Regions from separate parts of the Oryzias latipes genome. Here region 1 is linked to region 2. A link is a contact called in public Hi-C data. All regions are on one chromosome and are shown on one strand. Each heading gives the region's core, a stretch centred on a gene start, on an enhancer-like site or on the middle of the called end of the contact. The rest is flanking DNA. Distances are from core to core; before and after follow the strand shown. Region 1 holds the start of LOC101169097 (stromal membrane-associated protein 1). Region 2 holds the start of LOC101170077 (opioid growth factor receptor-like protein 1).

Evidence for each region. A called contact is a pair of places that touch in the nucleus more often than the background predicts.
Region 1: a contact with region 2 is called in a Hi-C map of embryo, with 2.9 times the contacts expected there. The contact joins the promoter of LOC101169097 here to the promoter of LOC101170077 in region 2. A contact is called at or near these places in 4 of 5 Hi-C or Micro-C datasets (embryo and fibroblasts).

The regions. Positions count from the first base shown.
Region 1 is chr15:8,978,284-8,983,310 of ASM223467v1, forward strand. It overlaps LOC101169097 (stromal membrane-associated protein 1), which reads right to left and starts at 2,194. Exons shown (of 11, transcript XM_020701497.2): 1 at 1,851-2,194. The coding sequence starts at 1,968.
Region 2 is chr15:8,805,726-8,810,038 of ASM223467v1, forward strand. It overlaps LOC101170077 (opioid growth factor receptor-like protein 1), which reads right to left and starts at 1,892. Exons shown (of 8, transcript XM_011472790.2): 1 at 1,707-1,892; 2 at 1,002-1,088; 3 at 838-916. The coding sequence starts at 1,892.

The DNA.
Region 1 (5,027 bases), core at 944-3,443, 170 kb after region 2:
TCATCTCTGTTCCTAAATCATCTCCATCTGCTTCCCTGCATTTATCTCCAAAAAATCTACCATGATCTGTTCCTCTGATGGATCCATCGTCATCACTCCCAAAGAGAACCTCCTTATCCTCTTCATCTCTGCTATCTTCAGATCTGCCTCCTGTCTCTTTCTCAGTCTCTAAACCAACAACACGGCTGCTCTCACCACGGTCTTCTACACCTTTCTTTTCCTTCCTGCTGACACTCTTTTATCAAACATGACACCTGAAACCTTCCTCTACCTCGTCACACACCTGTTCACCTCTTTTTTTACAGTTATACAGTCATAATTATACTATCTAAAATCCATGTCTATGGTGCACAGTTCAGTGTGGTGATATGTGAATGAAAAAAAATGAACATCTGTTAGATTCCCTTCCAAACCATGAAAATCAGTCTATGGAATTAAGACCCTGAGACACAAACAAACTGTCTTCACTATTTAAAACATAGGGTCAAACAAGACCTTGTGGTTTATTTTTTGAGCATTCAAGAACTTCATCTCCTCACAAATAACAAAAAAAAGATAAGAAAAAACAGCAGAGAAAGTTGAGAGTAAATATGTTATAATAAATGATGCCAGAAAAATATCTGATTTAAACTTGTAGAATATTTCAGGCATTTAATTCCAGTCTGAGCCTGATTTAGCTTTAACACAATTTTCCATCAATTATTGAAAAACTATGATGTATTGATATTATTGATATAGTTTTCCATCGCAAGTTATTTTGTACTTGTTAAGTTCCATTAAATAATAAAAATTTAACATTCATATTAAAATGTATTGTACAGTATGGTTGACAAAGAAATATTTACGACCAAATAAATTACAATGATTAGTGCTATGCTTTGTTTTTGTTTTCTTACTTCTGAATACACCGTATGTGTTTTAAAAGAAATAAAGTTTAAAAAATATGTTTTTTTAATTATTTAAAATAAATAGTGAGATTTAATATGAAAAAGAAATCCTGAACTATTGCAGATCTCATCTCCAAAAGTTTGTTTGTTGAGATACAAAATGTAGAAATGAAGGAAAGCAAAGACTTTCGACAATTTTCAGGAAAATCTTGTCATATCAAATTCGCCGCTGTCTATACCAAACACCAACGTTTTCCGCTCATAAATAAACCAGTCAAGGACATGATACCGATCCTACAGAACAGCCTCAAACACAGCGCATGACCGGAACTACAACGGGCAAGCCTACAAAATAAAAGAAATCACAGTGTTGCAACTTGCACAAACAGAGGCAAATTACTGAACTGAAAAGCTAAACAAAAATGTTAGGAACAATTGCCACAAGTAAAGTGTACATAAATATGAAAACACTTTTTACATCTTTATTTAACCACGTAAGTCAATTGAGTACCAATTCCCATTTAAGACAACAAATAACTCTTTGCTGGGGTGCTATAAATAACACGTTATCATTTAAATTAGCACAAAATAATCTTCAATGCAAATTTCCATGGGATCTTTTGTAATCATTTTCTCCCCTGACGTGTTAAAAAGTACTATCTTTGAGATCCACTGTGATGCTCTTGGGGGTTTTATTTTGAAAAACCTTGCGACGTTTTCCGTTGTGGTTTTTAGCTTGATAAACGCTTCGGTCAATGTATCAATTTAAACTTAATTTTATCTAGTCAACATAAACACTTTTTACCCATTTGACGGTTTCAATTCTAACTTTAATCTTAAAAACAAACAAGAGTGTTTCTCTCTCTAACTCCCATCATCACCAGGTTGTCTGTTAGCTGAGCTGTTATCTCATCGTCTCGGTACATCTATCTGCTGAACTGGATATCGAACCGTCGGACTCACCTTTGGCCTCGCAGTCAGCACAGTACTTGTTGTCTTCCTCCTTCAGCAGTTTCGACAGAATGGTCTGATGCTCCTCGTTGAGTTTCTGCGCCTTTTCCCTCTCCGAGCGCGTCGTCATGTCGCTTCTCTCCCCCGTCCGGGTGTCCAACCGTCGTTTGGAGGGGCTTCACTCACCGGCGCGCGCTCCGCTTCTCTTAACGCACGAGCGAAATGTCCGTGTGTCCGCGGGACACACTCATTCCTGTAGCCCGAAGTGTGCTAGCAGCAGGTCATATGGATGCGAGGCATCATCATCTCTGCTGCGTTCATGACTGTGGGAATTTTCATCGCCGCCCACCTTTTCATGGCTGAATATCTTCGTAACTCCGCCCTCTTCTGGGCAAATCGGTTGGACATTCAAACTAATGTAGATACAAGGGTTATCAAGTACGTGCTGATCACTTACTGTTAAAATATTCAATTTAATCCAATTCAGGTAAATTCAATTTTATTTATATATCCCAATATTACAATACAGTCGTCTCAACTGGCTTCATACCAGTAATTGTACAAAACATAAAATCAGTCATAAAATAAAATTGCTGATTATCTTGGTGGTAGATGCACTAAGTTAAACTGAACTCCCCTGCCCTCAGACCCTTCTCATTATACTCAGTGAATGTGGCATTCATATCATACACAACATATTTTTTGTATTTCTGTATAATTTCTGGAATTCAATACAATTTAACCTGCAAAAGACGTCTCCACTCGTCATAATAGTACCACCACCATTTCCACTTCGGGGACTCAACTGTCCACTGTCAACTGTAAAATGTGCTCCTTATATTACGTCTAGACGCTGCTTCAAACTTAAACTGAAAAACGTTTCCATCTGCATCAGGACATCATCTTCATCAAAGACTGCCAAAACCCACTCGTCTACTTACTGTTTCTTAGCACTGTTGTCACTTTAAACTGTCACTTTTTCCTCTTTTGCACTGACCTATTTAGATAGCTATTGTTATTATTATTATTATTAATAAGCTGCTTGCTCTGTGTGTTGAGAGGAAAGAAATTTCATCTGTGCTGTATATCATGTGTATGTACTACATTTGACAAATAAAGCTGACTTTGACTTTGGTTGTGGCCAGACCAACGTCATTTTGCATCTCCAATGCTCTGCCCGAATGACAGAGCTTCAGATGCTTCCTGAGTTACCAAAGCGTAACGTGTGAAATCTCTTTTACGTCATGTGAGTGGCAAAGCTATGGCGTTTCATGGCTGCCATTACTGAACGAGCGCAAAGAAAACTGAGCGAGTGTATTCGGGAACCTTACAACTGCGCAAGCGCAATTTTAACCCAGCGACCCCCGCATTTTACAACTGATTGGCCGAAATTTGCATGTCAGAGGCAGCGGGGCGGGACTTTGATTTTTTTAGAGGCTTTAATAGAAAAATAGCAGCAGCTGTAATGTGGATTAAAACATTAACAAATTCAGTGATTTTCACATGAGAAAAACTAAAACTTACAGCACAGAAAAACCCGCTGCACTGGTTATGGCTTTAATCCACGTTACATCAGCCATTTTTTTTCTATTAAAGCCTTTAACACAAACAAGTCGAACAAGTTTGACACAAGAGCTGAAATTTTTAACTGTGATAGTCTAAGAGCCACACCACACACTTACCTGCCAGACACACAAACACGCAATTAAAGCCATATCATTTCCAAAAACACACTCCTTTCGTTACAATTCAACAGCACTGGATTAAAGGGCGCAGTTTCAGTTATGCATATTTTTTTCTGTATTTAACGTTAACACATACCGGTAAAACATTTATGCTAGTGTGTGTTTTAAAAAACTGAGTTGGTTGTGATTTATTTTTCATTTTTGCAGTCATCAATCATAATAATAATGCATTGGATTTATCTGCGCTCTTCCAGACGCTCAAAGCGCTTCCATTGTGTCCATTATTCATTGACTCCTCTTTCATACTTGGTGATGGTAAACTACTGTTGTAGTCCTGTCCTGGCGCAGACTGACAGAGGTGTGGCTGCCAGTCACCAGGACAGTCATGCACATTCATGCTTGTAGGCAGTAGCGTTAAGGGCCTTGCCCAAGGGCCCTAACTGAGATGTCAATTGTTCGCCTTTGTTATGGTCATTTCCCTGGTAATTGCCCCATTACCATTTTTAATTCCTCTCTGGGAATTGAACCCTGGATTCCTGGATGGTAGCCCTTCACCTTACCAACCCAGCCGCTAATCAACATCCAAAAATCTATCAAAGTCCTCATCTTCTGTATCTAAAATGAACAGCTGGGCTAAAATTCTATCAAACACGCCAGGTTCCCTTTCATCATCATCAGAGTCCGTCTGTATCATCACCAAACCTGCACCGTTGTACTGTTGGGGTGGGGGTGTCTTCTTTCACGTCCTCACTTCCCTCCTTACTGTTCTGTGCTGTCCTCTCCTACGTCCTCTTAACCGAAGTCACACAACACCTTAGGGGAGGGGTGGGCAATTCCAGGCCTCGAGGGCCGGTGTGTCTGCATGATTTCCAGATAGTCTTGCCCTACTCATGGCTGATTACCTGGTTCAGGTGTGTCCAGCCAATAATCTTGCCCTACTCATGGCTGATTACCTGCTTCAGGTGTGTCCAGCCAATCAGAACATGCCAGAGCAGGGTATGCTGGAAAACATGCAGGACTGCGGCCCTCAGTGCCCACCTCTGCCTTAGGGCCACACCATAGGGTGCTCCGTACATTTTAGAGAACATTTCTGACTTTTAAGTGTGCCTTATGGTCATGAAAGTACGCTATATAGAAAATATGATAAGAGGCAGAGAGTCACATGCTTATTGGCCGAGAGCCCCGAAAAGAAAGCCCCGCCCCGTTGCCTCGTGTATAAAACATCAACCAACAACCAATGACCAAGGTAAGAAAGTGGAGTGGGTTTTTTTCTGCCGTAAATTTTGTTTTTGTGAAAATCACTGAATTTGTTAACGTTTTGATCTACATCTTATAAAATCCCACCACTGACTCGCCGGATTTGACATGCAAATTTCGGCCAATCAGATCTACCAAAAAGGTTACCGCCCCCAAGTGACAAACACACCCCCTAAATACTGCGCCCAAAACCAGTGAGGGCGTAGGATCGCTGCTCAGTAATGCAATGCAGGGTCGCTGGGTTAAA
Region 2 (4,313 bases), core at 642-3,141:
TTTATTAATAAATTATTACTTTTGATGAGAACAAAAGCATAAATCCAAGAGCATAATCTCTTTTGGTGGTGGTGCTAAATGTGTTTTTATGTTTTTTTATATTAAAGCAGCCAAATGTGCTAGCTAAAGCTAGCTTCCCGATCTACAATGACTGGCTGTCCATTTCGAAAGGTTTCTTTTTTTGCTTTTTCAGAATTAATTGCAGCACAAAAAAACAAAATAACTTTCGTGAGTTAAAAACATATTGGATCCAACCAGCAGCACATCCGCACAATTCTGATCAAACCTTTAGTAAAGGCTGATTCTAACTCAGTCCAGACAGATCAAGGTCTGTTGGAGTTTTAGAAGCGTAAAAAAAAAACATTTCAATTAGTGGCATTTGAACTTAAATGAAGTTAATGGGAGACTTTTTAGCATGAACTCCAGATAGAATTTGAGCTAAAACAGAATGTAGTAATCCACTGAATGTTTAACGTCACATGACTTCAGACCAGCGTAGGTCTGCAGATTTGGTTCAGTTGTGTTGACAATGCATGTCAGTATTTTGCTTGACTCAGATCTTTTTTAAATAGGCAGAACAAAAAAGGCCGAGAACTTTCAAATATAAAAAAGTGAAAGGTTTTCAAAATGAATCTGGATATTCATTCTCGTAAATCAATAATCTTGCTTTTAGAGAAGACAAAAAGCTTTGAAAATCAGGCTGTGTGTATGTTTTTTTCTCTCAATCCGGATTGTGCATTAACAAGAACAAGAACTAATATTTGTCCTCTAGTGGTTACTTGGTGGACTGACCTGGTTCCAAACGAGTGTTTTGTGTGTGTTTTTCACAGATCATACCATCAGGCACCAGAGGGATCTTGTTCATGTAGAAGCGCAGGTTTCGATACTCATTGGGCTGCCGGGATTTTCTGAAGTTCTAAATAAACACAAAAAGAACCGAACGAATAAAACAAAAAGTCAACAAGTCAGCAGCTCTGTGCTTTACATGTGTGGGTCTGTACCGGATAGCTGTGACGGTATTTGTAGAGATCCCTGGCAGCGTAAAAACTCCTCTTCATCTTTGGAGCCGCCTCTGGAGAATCCATCAGCTGACAGATGAATCAAAGACGAGAGATGATTACAAAGGAAAAATCCACCAAAAGTAAAGGAAAACAGGTGCGCGTTCTTCTGGATTAAAAGCAGAAGGTGCTGCTGTCACCGCGCATTTCTCTCCGACAGAGGAGAGCAATTCACAGAAGTGGAAGTGGTGCGAAAGCGTGCCTCCATTTATGCCATTCTTCTGGATAATCTGGGTCATGTTCACTTTCAGCTGCCAGAGAAATATGATGAAATAAACTCAGCTCGACTTAATCTGTTCTATTATTTATGCTGGTCATGTATAATTCTAACACATATTTGAATGCCCTACAATCATTTTCTCAAAAAGTTGAGTTTAAATCAATGTGTTGAGCAGAACACAAAGGAATATTTTCAAGGTTAAAGCCCATAAAATGAACAAAAACGGGTTTTTCCAGAGGAACATAAACGCCGCAGAGCATCTCTGCACACTGGAGTTTTCTGTTTCCACGCTGGAGTGCGACCTTTGTGCGTGAGAGCAGCAGCATCAGCTGGATGATGCCGCCGTCACACCGCGCGCCGCCGGAAGCTGCATCCTCCAGCATCCTCACCCGCATCCTCACCCGCATTGACCCCCGCCCCCGTCGCACCTGAGGGGAGGTGTCCCCCGCCTGACCCGAGGCCCGCTCGCTCTCCGCCGGGCTGATGGAGTCGGAGATCCCGCTGTCATCCTCAGCTGGCGGCTCCTCGCCCTCCGAGTCCGACCCCCACGTCGAGTCGCATTCCTCAATGGTGCTGGGCTCCTTGAAACGCCAGCTGCCCAACAGATTTCCCATTTATAAGTGACACGCACCGCCCGCGCCTGGTGAACGTGGTCGTGCTGGAACACAGGGCTACATCATGCCCTCTTCGGTGCGGAGCTTTTAAACGCCACAAAGGAGGAATTTCCACCTCAGCAGCGATGATGCGCCTCTGCTAGGAGGGGGGGATCAGTGGCACAGAGACAGCAGCGCTCTTAAAGGCGCAGGCGCCGGCAATCAGGCTTCCTGAGCCTCTTACTGTACACATGGCATCACTTGATTAACATGAATAACCATTATCAGCTTTTTGGTCTTAAAAAAAGTCTGATGTTATGCAATTAATTCGGACTGTTTTTAGTTCACTCAATTCATCCTCTGTCAAGACTAAGCTGACATCTGTTATACTCAGTCTTCACTTAATTATTTCATTAATGTGCAAATACATTATCTTCTGATTATAAATGTCTTTTCTCAATTTTCTTTTTAGGATAGTTAACATCAGACTACAACCCAGTTAATGAAATCAGTTAATGAAAGAGTAGGTGTTGTAATAAATCTGGCCTATAGGATATGGGTCTCCATCCTTTAATGCTAAAAGAAAGATTAGGACCAGTTTCTCACTGAACAAAAGCAAACAAGAGCCTCTAAATAATTACAATATAAGCATACTTTATGTGTCTATGGCCATTAAGTTACTCATTTACAAAATGTAGCTTTAAACTGTTTACAATACTTGAATTTTAACTGTGTTTTTTTTAAAATCTATATCCAATAATTGTAACTCCCTTTAATTTTGACAGAAGCACATATGCGTTCATTTCAAAATAAAATACACCCCAAGTCTAATAAAATCCTCCTGCTGAACATTGAATGTCAAGTGCCACATTTTATATCAGTATGACTTTGGTTGAGACTCCTTTCTTTTTCTCATTTTATTATTGGTTACAACATTATTATAGAATCAAAATGTAAAAAAATATATAAACACAATACAAAAATAATATAACTGAACAGCACTTACGCAATAAAGTTTTAAGACCTTTTGGCATAATTTCTTCTCAGGTATCTGGCACAAAAAATGCAAATGTAAGTGACAAAACTAAACTAACTAAAACAAAATAACCAAAGCAAATAATTTATTATTCATTCAAATTGTTTGCCTTTTTTTTGCAAAGCCAAAGTGCCACAATGGAGGGATGAGGGAGAGCCTCAGGTGGCAGGAGGCATAGGGTCGGAAAGCAAATATTTTAATTTTTTTTACTCCCTTCCAGGTAGATTTCGTCTTTTAAAAAATGTGTCCTATCTTTCCTTCAACCGTTGTGCTATCTTAGATGACCCCACCCTTACATTGACGTGTTCTCCCTACCATGACAAAGGTGGATAAAGGTGGAAAGATTTCATGTAATCCATGGACACCAGTGAAGATCATTGAAGAAAAAAGGTTCAGAGCACTGTCTAGTGGGTCTAGATGACCCAACTACCAACGTTAAAGTGCCAAGGATAGCACAAGGGTTTATTTGATTTACAAACTTGCATTGCATTTTTTAAAATTAAATTTCATTTCATTGGTTTTTTTTCATGTTATTTAAAAATCAAGAACAAAAGTCATGTTTAGTCTTATTATCCTGTGTATCTTAAATGAATGTGTTTAAAAGAGCAACAGATCTGGCTAAAAGCTTTTTGGTTTAAAGTGCCTAGCATAGCACAAGGGTTAAAGTGCACTGGAAGACAGTTCAGAGGAAAACTTCATCAAAATCAAACATGATTCATCGTGGTGACAGATGACACTGAATGAGGAGAGACTTGTGCATCATGAGTCCAACCCCTTCATGCATGGCTCAGAGGTGCCAAGGTAAACCTCAGATATTAGCTTTACCAAAAAATCCTTAAGTCTGTGATACCAGTGTGATCCTGAGCCCCACACATCTTCACTGCTGCGGCCGCCACAGCTGCTGTTGCACTGGATGAAAGCAACATTTACCTCACAGTGGTCAGAACAGGGTTCTGCGGTTTTTGACCTGAGGAAATCATGTGAAACATGAAGCAACCGAGACCAAAAAACTACCAGTGTCATCAGTATCGTCGCAGCAGCACCTTAAGGAACTGAGAGTTTCATAGCTTTTACTCTATTCCCAAGAAGTTCAGGATAAAACTCAGTGGATATCATATACACAGTGTTTGTTTCACTTCACAGATTTTCAGCAGAGGACGGTGTATTAGGGTGATAGGCACACCTCATTTATTGTTTTCCACATAATGGTCTCACTGCGTTTAATGTGTGTTATTTACTATGGTCTATCTATACTATCATATTGTGGAAGTGAAATGTTTTGCACTGTTTCTGTGTTTTCTTTTTTTTCAATATGATATAAAATCTTGAAGAAAAAACTGTTCAATGTGGCATCAGTTTCAACATTTATCATTTTTTACATTACAATTAAGTAATTCATCTTTTTC